Linked DNA regions of Mus musculus: all the other regions are linked to region 4. The links are chromatin contacts, called in public promoter capture Hi-C maps. All regions are on one chromosome and are shown on one strand. Each heading gives the region's core, a stretch centred on a gene start, on an enhancer-like site or on the middle of the called end of the contact. The rest is flanking DNA. Distances are from core to core; before and after follow the strand shown. Region 1 holds the start of Tbc1d10a (TBC1 domain family, member 10a). Region 2 holds the start of Sec14l2 (SEC14-like lipid binding 2). Region 3 holds the start of Osbp2 (oxysterol binding protein 2). Region 4 holds the start of Myo1g (myosin IG).

Region 1 (2,700 bases), core at 43-2,542, 2.3 Mb before region 4:
AGGGTTTCTCTGTGTAGTCCTGGCTGCCCTGGAACTCACTTTGTAGACCAGGCTGGCCTCAAACTCAGAAATCTGCCTGCCTCTGCCTCCCGAGTGCTGGGATAAAAACCACCACGCCCAGCTTTGTACTTTTTTTTTTTTTTTTTTTTTTGAGATAGGATTTTTATTTGTAGCCCAGTCAGTCTGTCCGGAACTTGTAAACTGTTTTAGCCTACAGAGTACAGGCATCTGTTATCATGCCTAATTTATCTTTAATTTTTATGTATTTGTGCATGTGTAGGTGTGTCGGTGGGGTGATGGAATTTAAATATAGGAAGTATGTATATACCTTAAATAGATGGAAGTGGTGGTATGCTAACCATATTTCAATAAAACTATTGGGGAGTCAGGCAGGATAGCCCACATCTGTAATCCCAGCACTTGGGAGACAGGGAGGGCCCTAGACTACATAGTAAAGTCAAAGCCACTTTGGAGACCCTATCTCAAAGAAAAACAATACAAATCAACCCTCACCAGAAAGGTGTTGGGAAGAAAAAGGTAGAGCTTAGGTCTGATATATATATATGTGTGTGTGTGTGTGTGTGTGTGTGTGTGTGTATGTGTATATATATATATATATATATATATATATATATATAATTTGGTTTTGGGTTTTGGTTTTTCGAGACAGTGTTTCTCTGTGTAGCCCTGGCTGTCCTGGAACTAACTCTGCAGACCAGGCTGGCCTCGAACTCAGAAATTCGCCTGCCTCTGCCTCCCAAGTGCTGAGATTAAATTAAAGGCGTGAGCCATCTTGCCCGGCTGTTCTGTATTATTCTTATAGGGTCTCCCACGAGCTAATTTGCATCCCCCTAAGCAGAACAGCCAGGTGGTTCAGATCCCTAAGCCCACTTGCGTCTCATCACTGTTCTTGAAAATGACCTGGCGAAGTAGCGCTACCCACGACCCTGTTTCCCATGGAGGCAGAGACCTTAGGACCTCTAGGGAAGCCCTAGACCTTCTGCCAGAGAGCAGCAGCAGGTGACACACCAGCTCCGGGCCAACCCGGAAAAGCCAGACGAGCTAGTCCAGGTGAGTTTTTGTGATTGGCAGCCAGGGAAGGCGGGCCCTTGGTGACGGTTGTCCCGCCCCCTCACGTCGGTCCACTTGGCGCCAGGCTGGAGGAGGGGCGAGGCTCGGGACCCTCGGCACCCATTGGGCGCGTGGTGGGAGCTCCCTGGGTATCCGCCCCCAGCTTTGTGGCAGCCAATGGGCACAGTGCGTGGGAGGGGCGTCGGCAGCGTCGGCGGAGGCCGGGCGGCTCAGGCGGCTGAGGTGGCCGCTGGCGCTCTGGTGGCGGGCGCGGCCGATATGGCGAAAAGCAGCAGAGAGAATGGGCCGCGCGAGCCCGCAGCAGGCGGGAGCCTGTCTGGGACCCGGGAAAGCCTGGCCCAGGGCCCCGACGCCGCCACCGCCGACGAGCTGAGCTCGCTCGGCTCCGACTCGGAGGCCAACGGCTTCGCCGAGCGCCGCATCGACAAGTTCGGATTCATCGTGGGTTCGCAGGGCGCCGAGGGCGCGTGAGTAGCTCTGGGGTCTGGGCCGGGCGCGGGACCAGCACAGGCGTGGGCCTGACCCACCAACGTGTCTCCACTGTCCCAACCCCACAGATACGCCGCAAGCGGCAGCCTACTTTCTACCTACGAACAGAAAGGCCATTCCCTTCCTCCTGGTCTTCCCCAAACCGACTGATCCATACCCTCCAAGGAGAGTATCCCCGATGGGGGTTTCCCATCTCCAGCTCATAATCTCGCAGGTTACTCTGGCCTTAAAGCTTTGCCACCCCCTGACACGCGCACAGATGGCTGCCCCATACTTTGCCCACAGCTATTCTCCATCTCCCCCTACCCCACAGAATCCTTGTCTCGCCACCTCAGTATCGGCACCCCAGGAAATCTTAAGACTTCAGGACTCCGAGCTATTCCAGGTCGCGCTAACCCTTACCTCCAGACACATATCTCAGAAGGATTGACACTGGCCAGCCCCCTCCCAGAGGGTCCCATCTTGACTCCCAGTTTCTTTTCATCATGGAAAGGTCTCTCCTCATTACACACCCTCTGCCAAAAGGCAGCTTTGTCCATTGTCACAGGCAACAGGTGGGCCGACACTCCTTCCCAGTAGTTATAGGGCACCTCAACTCTAGGACTCCCCTGTCAGCTTCATCACAGGGGAGCCAGCCAGTAGACTCCCAGGCTGCCGTGTTTATGTCCTTCCTTCCCAAATCCAGATCTAGGACTGGAGAAGGAGGGAGACAGCACCCCACCCTTGAGCTACCAGGTACCCAGCTTTCCATTAGAGAAAGCTGAGGCAGGAGTAACACCTTCCCTCCAAGCTGAGCATGTTGGGCTACAGATTTGTACACAGCAGAACCCCTAGAAGCCCGCCCTCCCAGAGACTGCGGATGCGATCTGGTGGTCTCTTCAGGAAGATGGCCTCTAGATCCTGCTTTCATTCCACTTGTCTTGTGATAGGAGACTAGCGCCATACCCAGAACTGACAAGCCTCCCTGTCATAGTGTACCTCCCAGTTTATAGAGCCTCACAGGCACCATGGAAGCCCTACGCCAGTATATATTCTCCCTCTCCTCTGACTGATTGTGACTGCCCAGGATGTCCCCAGCTGTTCTTGGGACTTACAGAAGTGCTTGATTATCTTAAGAAC
Region 2 (2,700 bases), core at 22-2,521, 2.4 Mb before region 4:
ACCCCTATCCCTGATCTCTCACTACCCAGTAGTAAACAGGCAGCCCCAAGCCTCCTACAACAGCAGAGACCTTTATCTGGTTACTGACCTGTAGGACACCTCCAGAGAGGACCAATGAGGACTGGCCACCTCTGCCCTTTGCCTTAGGTCAGCTAGGTCTAATCAGACCCTCCCATCCCCCAAAAGCAGCTCCCAGAGTTAGGACAATGGTCATCTAAACAACAAGCAGAAGGCCACCCTTCACCAAGGACCTCACCTAGCCCCTGGCTTAATCCCCACCAAACCTATGCCCAACAGACTTAGCCTGCACGTCAGCAGCAAACCTGGCATGGGAAAAAAGTCACACACAGCAGCCACATCTGCTGCCACACTCTGGAATAAATAAGAAACTGCACAACTGGGAACACTGGGGCTGGACCCCATCAATTCTGATCCCGTGCAACTGAGGAGATAAAGTCTTTTGGCCAGAAGTGCCAGCTCCCGAACTTGAATGGAGTAGATAAGTCCCTGTCTGCCCAGGTGCCAAGGCAAAGCCTGGTCAGGTCCTTTCCTTTTGAGTGGCATCACTAAGTTCAGGCAAGGGTCTGGGTTGCCAGGGTGGGGAGAGCTCTTCTCTCCGAAAGGATTCCAACCTAGTGAATCCCGGACATCTTAGACTTCACACACAAGAGGTGCCCGACAGACAACTCCTCTAATTTCATCGAAGAGCACAGCACACAGGACAGGGTTTGGCCCAAGGTCGCACAGTGACTTAGTGCCTTGAAAGAGCTAGGGGGAGTTTGCCAAGGAACTGTCAGGGACCCTTCCATATGCCACTGCCCCAAAAGAGAAAAACCTCCCGGAAATGGGAGGAAACCTGGGGCCCTGCCCCTGTCCCACGGCCCTGCTACCAGTCCCTGCCAGCCCGGAGGATGAATGTTGCCTTTGTGCCCTCAGCTGCCTCCCAAGGCTTCCAAGCAACCACTTCTTCCCAAGGGGGCACCTCTGGGGCTGCTCATGCTGAAGATCGCGATGACCAAACTTCCCGAGGTCCTCACCCTGAAGGAGAAGCGGTCCGCTGGGCACTAGCCAAGCGGGGGCGATCAGTCGCCCGCCCGCGAGGACAGTCCCTTACAGCCGCTTTTCAGCCAGGAGCGAGGGCCACAGACAGACCAAGAGCAAGCTCACCTTGGCCAGTGCCTCCTCCTGTTTGGGGCTCAGGTCACCGACTCTGCCGCTCATCGTGGCTCAGCCTTGGGGCGCGGTGCCTGCGGCAGCTGATGGAGCTCCGACTCGTTTGCCGCCGCCGCAGCCGCTGGAGTAAAGTCCCAGTCTTTGGCCGAGGCCCCGGGGCTGGCGGCCAAGACCCGCCTCTTAAAGGAGCCCGAGGGGCGGGGCGAGACGCGCAGAGGCCCTGGATTGGAGCCAGAATGCTTGCTCATACACCTGAGGAGCTACTTGGGTCTGGATCCTCATCCTAACCAAGAGGAAGCTGGAAAGCTCTAGCAAACGACGTCTTCTAAGGTGCGACTCCACAAGGCTGGACCGGGCTGCTCTCATAGCTTTCCTTACCCCAAAATGTTGACAGCTCTCTGGTGCCCACTGAAAAGGGATGCCCCTTAAGCGTCTTTCTGCCTGTAGGAACTGTGGTGTTCACTCTGCCATCTGCTTATGGTCACTACTACCAGCTCTGCTTGGGAGTGAGAGTTGACCCCCAGGGTTGCCGATGTAACTCAGTGGCAGAAGGCTTGCCACTGAGTTACGCGCACGACCTTAAGTCGGATTCCCAGCACTGCATGGTCATAGTGGCACATTCCAACACATACCTGAGATCCCAGCATTGGAGAAGCAGAAGTTCTGATCACCCTTAGCTTATTTATTGGGCTTGAGGCAAGCCCAGAATACAAACAAATAAACCAAATGGAGTGGACAGCCTTTTCCCTCTACCTGCAGAGCAGGCATGGTAAAGACCATGGCATCTAGCTGAAGAGAAAGGAAGACCAGCCTCCCCACTAAGACCCAGGTCTCTGCGTCTGATCTTCCCTGCTCTCTGGGAGCCACACCTGAAGCTCTCACATCTCAGTTGGCATGCTCTGCTTCCTCTGTGGAAGTGAGGAGGCTCAGGTTTGAGGGCCCGTGTCCCACGGGTGTCTACGGGGTCCTTTGCCTCACTGCACTGTTGCTTCTTCTCTAACCGAGGGTGATCATGGGCAGGAGGCTAATGGAAGTTAATGTACACAATTCTCAGGTTTGACTTCTTGTGGCCACCTCCTTGCTGTCCATTGCTGGCTGCCTAGCCAGATCTTGGCCGTAGGCTAGACAGAGAGGAAACCACACTGGAAGCCAGAGCCCACAGCAGCCCTGCTGTGCTTATCTGCTTCCCAGCTCTGGCCAAGAGCCTGCGGACTCCCCGCTAGTGACAAGTTTGACTAGTGAGTGGGTGGACTCTGACAGCTGTAGCCTAGCAGCCTCTTGTCCAGCCTATACCATCAGACTGCCTCCCGCCCCCCAGTTACTACTTCTGGCTCACACAATAGAGTTCATAGCCTTCTCCTGCTAGAGCCCTCGCCACTTTGATCTTACTTCCATGGTGATACCTGGTCACAGGGCCAGGGCCATTTTGTCTTCCTACTGTATGCCAAGCAGGAGGCATTGTTCTGGAACCCAGGAATATTTAGACACCACCTTTTGGTCCCAAACTTACTAAAGAGAACACAAGAG
Region 3 (2,700 bases), core at 173-2,672, 2.7 Mb before region 4:
CACACGGAAACTTTTAGAAAAGCCATCCCTCGGGTGCTTTCCTCAGGCCTATCTCAGGAGGGATTCAGCGGGAGACCTAGACACTGCTGCAGCAACCCCACTTAGTTTGAGAAGCTCTCATCTAGAGCGGCCTGAGATCTCAAAGCTTGCAATCCCAGGAAACAGCTAGTGAGAAAGGGAAGGAAGTCCAGCTTTAGCAGGAGGTCGTGCCAGCTCTGTCTCTACTGCAGCTCCGAAACCCAAGCTACTTCTGGAATAAGCAAGGGAACAGGAAAGCATTATCTGCTGCAAAATGTCAACTTGGGGTCCCAGGGGGTACACACTATGTCTGCTCTATCTGTGGGTCAGCGAGTCCCAGCCCAAGGCCTGGCCACCAGCAGGTGTCAGCAAAGGTAGGAAACAAATGAAGTAACCACGGGAGGTGGGACCCACAGTCCTTCCCAAGAGAGGGGTTCACTAGCTGCCTCCCTCCATGAACACAGTGAACCAGACGCAGCCCCTGGTTCCATGACCACCAAAAACAGGAGGGGAACAAAAGACCTACTCCACCCATCTCCCCACTCATCCTTTTAAACTCAAGCTTGCCAGAGGCCATGTCCACAGGTCACGTCTTCCCTTGGCAGTTGACAGGCATTACTTCTACAGAAGTTCATGCAAACATCTCAGAAGGGTTATGGTGACACCCACCCCACAGTCGAGGCCGGCCACCACCACCCTCCAACCACAGATGTCCTACCTCGGTACTTCCGTACCTGTAGTAGGACAGCAGGCCATTGCCGAGCACGAACCAACGGCGCTGGTAGCCCTTCAGGTAGTTAGTCCACTTGAGGAGCCAACCCTTGTAGCTGTCCAGAGGTGGTGAGACCATTTGGACACCAATCCCTGACACCGGAGTCCCGACAGAAATCTTCGCCTGTCCTTGTCGCAGAAAAGACTGGGTCTTTGGCACCAGCTTGGACTCGGGTTTGGTGACGGGCAAACTCCCTACTGTTGACTGCAGCGGGGACGGCATTGCCAGCTCTGGCGAAGCTTTGATGATGGACACAGACCTTGTGCCGTTCTCTGACCCCGGCCACAAGCCCTGTAGTTCCGATTCCTGCCCAACCCCTGAAGGCCTTGGCACAGACGTCGTCTGGGACCCAGGTTCGGATCTCGACGCCGGCTCAGAAATTGGCTGGCACACCTGTTTCGACAGCAACTCCCGCTCTGGTGCCTGCACAGGCTGGAGCTGAGGCTTTGACGCTGGTCCTGAGCCGAACGCGGATGAGTTCATGCCCGGCGCCGCCGTGTGGCAGGACAAGCAGGGCACAACCGTGAACAGCGACGAGAGCCCGCGGGAGCGGCCAGCGCAGCCGCCGCCTCGGCTCAGAGCGGCCGCTTTCCCCATAGAGCTGTGGACCCGAGCTCGGCGGAGCGCGGAGTGGGGGCGGGGCGGGGCGGGAGTGGGTGGGGCCTGTTCGGAGGGAGTGGCGGGGCGGAGCCGGGCGGGGTTGGTGGAGGAGTGGACGGGATGGGTGGAGCCCTCACGTGAGCGACAGAGATCGGGTGCGCGTGGGTCCCTCCGCCGCTCTGGCTAAGGTGGAAGGAACCCCGTGGGCCAAGAGTTAGGCAGACGACGTGGAAGGCACTTCACGCTTCAGGCTGCTGTCCCTCCTGTGCCAGGCGCTGGGAGAACAATGGTGAATGAAAGCCACGCGGTGCGCTCGCCACGCAACTCTGAGCAATGGGTGGGTCGTGGACAGCAAATCTCAAACCCTGGGAGTCCGACCTGAGGAAATCCAGCCTAGGCCCTCTCCCTAGTTGTGGGAACTGTAGCCACTCCACAAACTTCTGTTGGCTCATCTATACAATGAAGATAATACCTCCTTCAAAGGCTGTAATAAGATGGTGCATATGAGGCACATTTGGCAGAGTAGATGCTCCGAGAGCATCATTGAGTTATTAACTAGAGAGTTCTGTGGTACATTTTGTCAGCGACCAGAGCAGGAGATGAGAGCAAGGTTGACAAGCTTGGGAAGCAGCCACTGTGCATGCACGTGTCAGATGTGTGTGCAGCCCTCAGGGAAGGAAGCTAACTAATAAATTCTTAACGAGATGTTTCGACTCCTGAAACAAATTGCCAAGCTACCTAAGATGACAGGCCTGTCATTAGTTCTACCAAATTTGGGCAAGAGTCACAGAAGAGACAAGGTCTACAGAGTTAGAGAAACAAGAAAGACCTTCAAGGAGAAACCGCTGTGTACAAAGACCCAAACCAGGGAGAACAGCTTGTCTGGCAAATAGCTAATAGCTCAGTGTTTTGTCAAGAGGAGGGCAGGACACAGAACAGCTGCCCCACACCCCACCACAAGGAATGCCCTTTATCCTAGAGAAACCAAAGCTTCTAGAAACAAGGGAAATTTATTTTCATTTTTAAAGTGGGGGGGGGGGGGAAGGAGGTGAGATGGCTCAGTGGGTAAGAGCACTGACTGCTCTTCCAAAGGTCCTGAGTTCAATTCCCAGCAACCATATGGTGGCTCACAACCATCTGTAGTGAGATCTGATGCCCTCCTCTGGTGTGTCTGAAGACAGCTAGAGTGTACTTACATATAACAATAAATAAATCTTTGTGCCTGAGTGAACAGAGGTCCTGAATTCAATTCCCAGAACAGAAACCACATGAAGGCTCACAATCATCTGTATAGCTACAGTATACTCATA
Region 4 (2,700 bases), core at 201-2,700:
TGAAAAGGGGACTCTTCCAGAGAGTGGGGGGTGGGGGGGGTGGGGGGCTTGGTTGTTTCCTGTCTCAGAGTCTAGGCGGGACCAGATCCGGAAGGGGACTCGCCCTGCCCCACCCAAATCATAGCGTGGTGATTTGCTAGTCTTTGCAACCCCAGCCATGGCCACCGTCCCTCTCCAGCACATCTCAAACTCCTCCACCCTTCCGTTTACTAACCATATTAGAAGCAGGAACCTAGGGCTGTACCTCTCTTGGGTTTTGTGCTCTGGGAGGAGTACTAGCCTCCTTGGGGCCCCAACTGTCCTCTCGGTGTGTGGGGCCCGCTCAACCCCAGGCAGGCCTCTTCAGGGTTCCTCTTTCTCTGCCCCCTCTGACAAGTCACGCCCTGGGACTACAAGTTTTGTGACCTGCAGCCACTGTCTTCCTCGGCTCAGCATACAAAGCATGGAGGGCATGCTTGTGAGCTTGCTTTTCGAGAGAATGAGGCAGTCTAACAAAGCATTGAACTCATTTCCTGGATAAAGCTCTCCATGTGGCAGCCTAGGACCTCCATCTCTGCACCTAGTGAGATTCCTGGTCCCCAGTTGCTCTCTAAGGAGCTTCCTAGCACACAACAATCCTCCCTAGGAGGTGTGTATGAAGTCCAGCCGCACACAAGGCCATTTAACATGCTGTGCTTCTAGCTCCTGGACCCCTCCCTGCTTTTTTCAGTGAGAAAGCAGGCTGCACTGTCAATTCTCCTAGTCCTAGCCTGTGACCCCTCCCATGAACAACTCCCAACCCAGAACATCATATCAGCATCATATCAGCTTGCTTCGATTATTGCGATTCTGGGGTGGAGGGCACTTCATTTTGGAGTTCCTAAGGAAACTCAAGTCGGGTCACACATGGGACCCAGGGGGAAAGCATCAGCAGGTGACAGAGAGGAGATGCAGTACATTCCTGGTCCCCATGCCTTTGCCTGTCTTCCTCAGGACTCTGGGCTTGTCAACCAGGGTGTTGTGAGGGTGGCTGGGCAGCTCCATTCCTGACAGCTGGTTACTTTCTGAGTGGCCATTATCTCCTGGAGATGCTATCATTTCAGCCTGTATTGTCTAGGTATGTGTAGCCTTGTCCCCATTCCTGACGATGGGACCAGGGTACCTTCAGGGCTTCTCTCAGGTCTGTGTGGATGATAAGGGAGGAAAGGAAGGAAAGAAGCCCAGTACCGCATCCCCACCCCCACCTCACATCTACCTGAGCTCTAGGTTCTTCATGAAGTCCTCCATGGTCAGTTGATCCAAAAGCACGAAGTCTGGTTTCCCATACTCAGGGCCTTCTTCGTCCTCCATCCTGCCCACTGCAAGCATCCAAGGCAGGTCGCCAGAGCTTTCTGTACAGAGGTGAAGGGGAAGGCAGAAAGGGGAGGCCCAGCCCTGCCTGACTACTGCAGTACTTCAGTAAAGTAGGAAGTGGGTTCTGCCCGGGGAGTTTGGCCCTGCCCATTGCTACTCCCCTGCCTTGGTGCTTCAGACACTGCTTCCTGCTCCCTGGCCCACAAGGTCCATGCCTAACTGTCTGTCCTGATGGGGTCTTTACTGGCTTCCTTAAAGCTCTTCCCAAGCTAGGTTTGGCCATACCTGTCTGTAATCCCAAGCACTCCAAAGATTACGGGCAGGCTGGAATTCTCCCTCCCCTTGTCTGTCTGTCTTCCTTCCTTCCTTTGCTCCCTCCCTCTTTCCGTCTCTCTCTCTCTCTCTCTCTCTCTCTCTCTCTTTCTTTCTTTCTTTCTTTCTTTCTTTCTTTCTTTCTTTCTTTCTTCTATCTCTGTAGTCCAAGCTGGCCTCCCCAAAGTAGCTAGGATTATACCAGGCTCAGTAAGAAAGGATGCTTCTTCTTCTTTCTTTCTTTCTTTCTTTCTTTCTTTCTTTCTTTCTTTCTTTCTTTCTTTCTTTTTTTGGTTTTTCAAGACAGGGTTTCTCTGTGTGTCCTGGAACTCACTCTGTAGACCAGGCCAGCCTTGAACTCAGAAATCTACTTGCCTCTGCCTCCCAAGTGCTGGGATTAAAGGCATGTGCCACCACGCCTGGCAGGATGCTTCTTTTAAAACGTTTTAAACATCTATTTTGTGTACAAGTGCTTTGTCTACATGTATAAGTGCACCATATGCATGCTGGGTGTCTGCAGAGGGCTAGAGGGCTGGGTGGCCGTAAACTGCAGACCTTTGCAGGAGCAGTCAGTGCTCTTAACTTCTGAGCCATCTCTCTAGCCCAATAGATATTTCTTTTATTATTATTATTTTGGTTTTTTTTTTTTTTTTTTTTGGTTTTTCGAGACAGGGTTTCTCTGTATAGCCCTGGCTGTCCTGGAACTCACTTTGTAGACCAGGCTCCAGGCTTGCCTCGAACTCAGAAATCGGCCTGCCTCTGCCTCCCAAGTGCTGGGATTAAAGGCGTGCCAACAGATATTTCTTGGCCTCTCGTGGTTACCCAGCTGAACATCGCTGCCCCAGAGCTCAACATCAGCCAGGGGTGGCCACAATAGAGTTTAAACCATAAAGACTTCCTGCCTGACCCAGCAGATGAGGCAGTGGTGGGGACTCGGCACCCTGCGATTCCTCCCCACAGTGACAAGGGAGCGGAAGAGTACACTCTCCAGCCCTCTAGTGGGCTAGCCTTTGGTAGGACCCTCTTGCATATGCTCAGCTTCGTTCTCTCATCCAG

The links. Promoter capture Hi-C pulls out the DNA fragments that hold promoters and counts their contacts.
Region 1: a contact with region 4 is called in a promoter capture Hi-C map of embryonic stem cells, with 6 times the contacts expected there. The contact joins the promoter of Tbc1d10a here to the promoter of Myo1g in region 4. A contact is called at or near these places in 1 of 39 promoter capture datasets (embryonic stem cells) and 1 of 484 Hi-C or Micro-C datasets (B cells).
Region 2: a contact with region 4 is called in a promoter capture Hi-C map of liver, with 3 times the contacts expected there. The contact joins the promoter of Sec14l2 here to the promoter of Myo1g in region 4. A contact is called at or near these places in 2 of 39 promoter capture datasets (both in liver).
Region 3: a contact with region 4 is called in a promoter capture Hi-C map of liver, with 4 times the contacts expected there. The contact joins the promoter of Osbp2 here to the promoter of Myo1g in region 4. A contact is called at or near these places in 2 of 39 promoter capture datasets (both in liver).

What each region holds. Positions count from the first base shown.
Region 1 is chr11:4,185,541-4,188,240 of GRCm38.p6, forward strand. Tbc1d10a (TBC1 domain family, member 10a) reads left to right here and starts at 1,293. Exons shown (of 9, transcript NM_134023.1): 1 at 1,293-1,559. The coding sequence starts at 1,351.
Region 2 is chr11:4,117,458-4,120,157 of GRCm38.p6, forward strand. Sec14l2 (SEC14-like lipid binding 2) reads right to left here and starts at 1,272. Exons shown (of 12, transcript NM_144520.2): 1 at 1,168-1,272. The coding sequence starts at 1,221. It overlaps Gm51934 (a long non-coding RNA gene), which reads left to right and starts at 892. Exons shown (of 3, transcript XR_003949841.1): 1 at 892-1,503.
Region 3 is chr11:3,862,481-3,865,180 of GRCm38.p6, forward strand. Osbp2 (oxysterol binding protein 2) reads right to left here and starts at 1,423. Exons shown (of 14, transcript NM_152818.3): 1 at 753-1,423. The coding sequence starts at 1,387.
Region 4 is chr11:6,519,508-6,522,207 of GRCm38.p6, forward strand. It overlaps Myo1g (myosin IG), which reads right to left and starts at 1,451. Exons shown (of 22, transcript NM_178440.4): 1 at 1,235-1,451. The coding sequence starts at 1,347.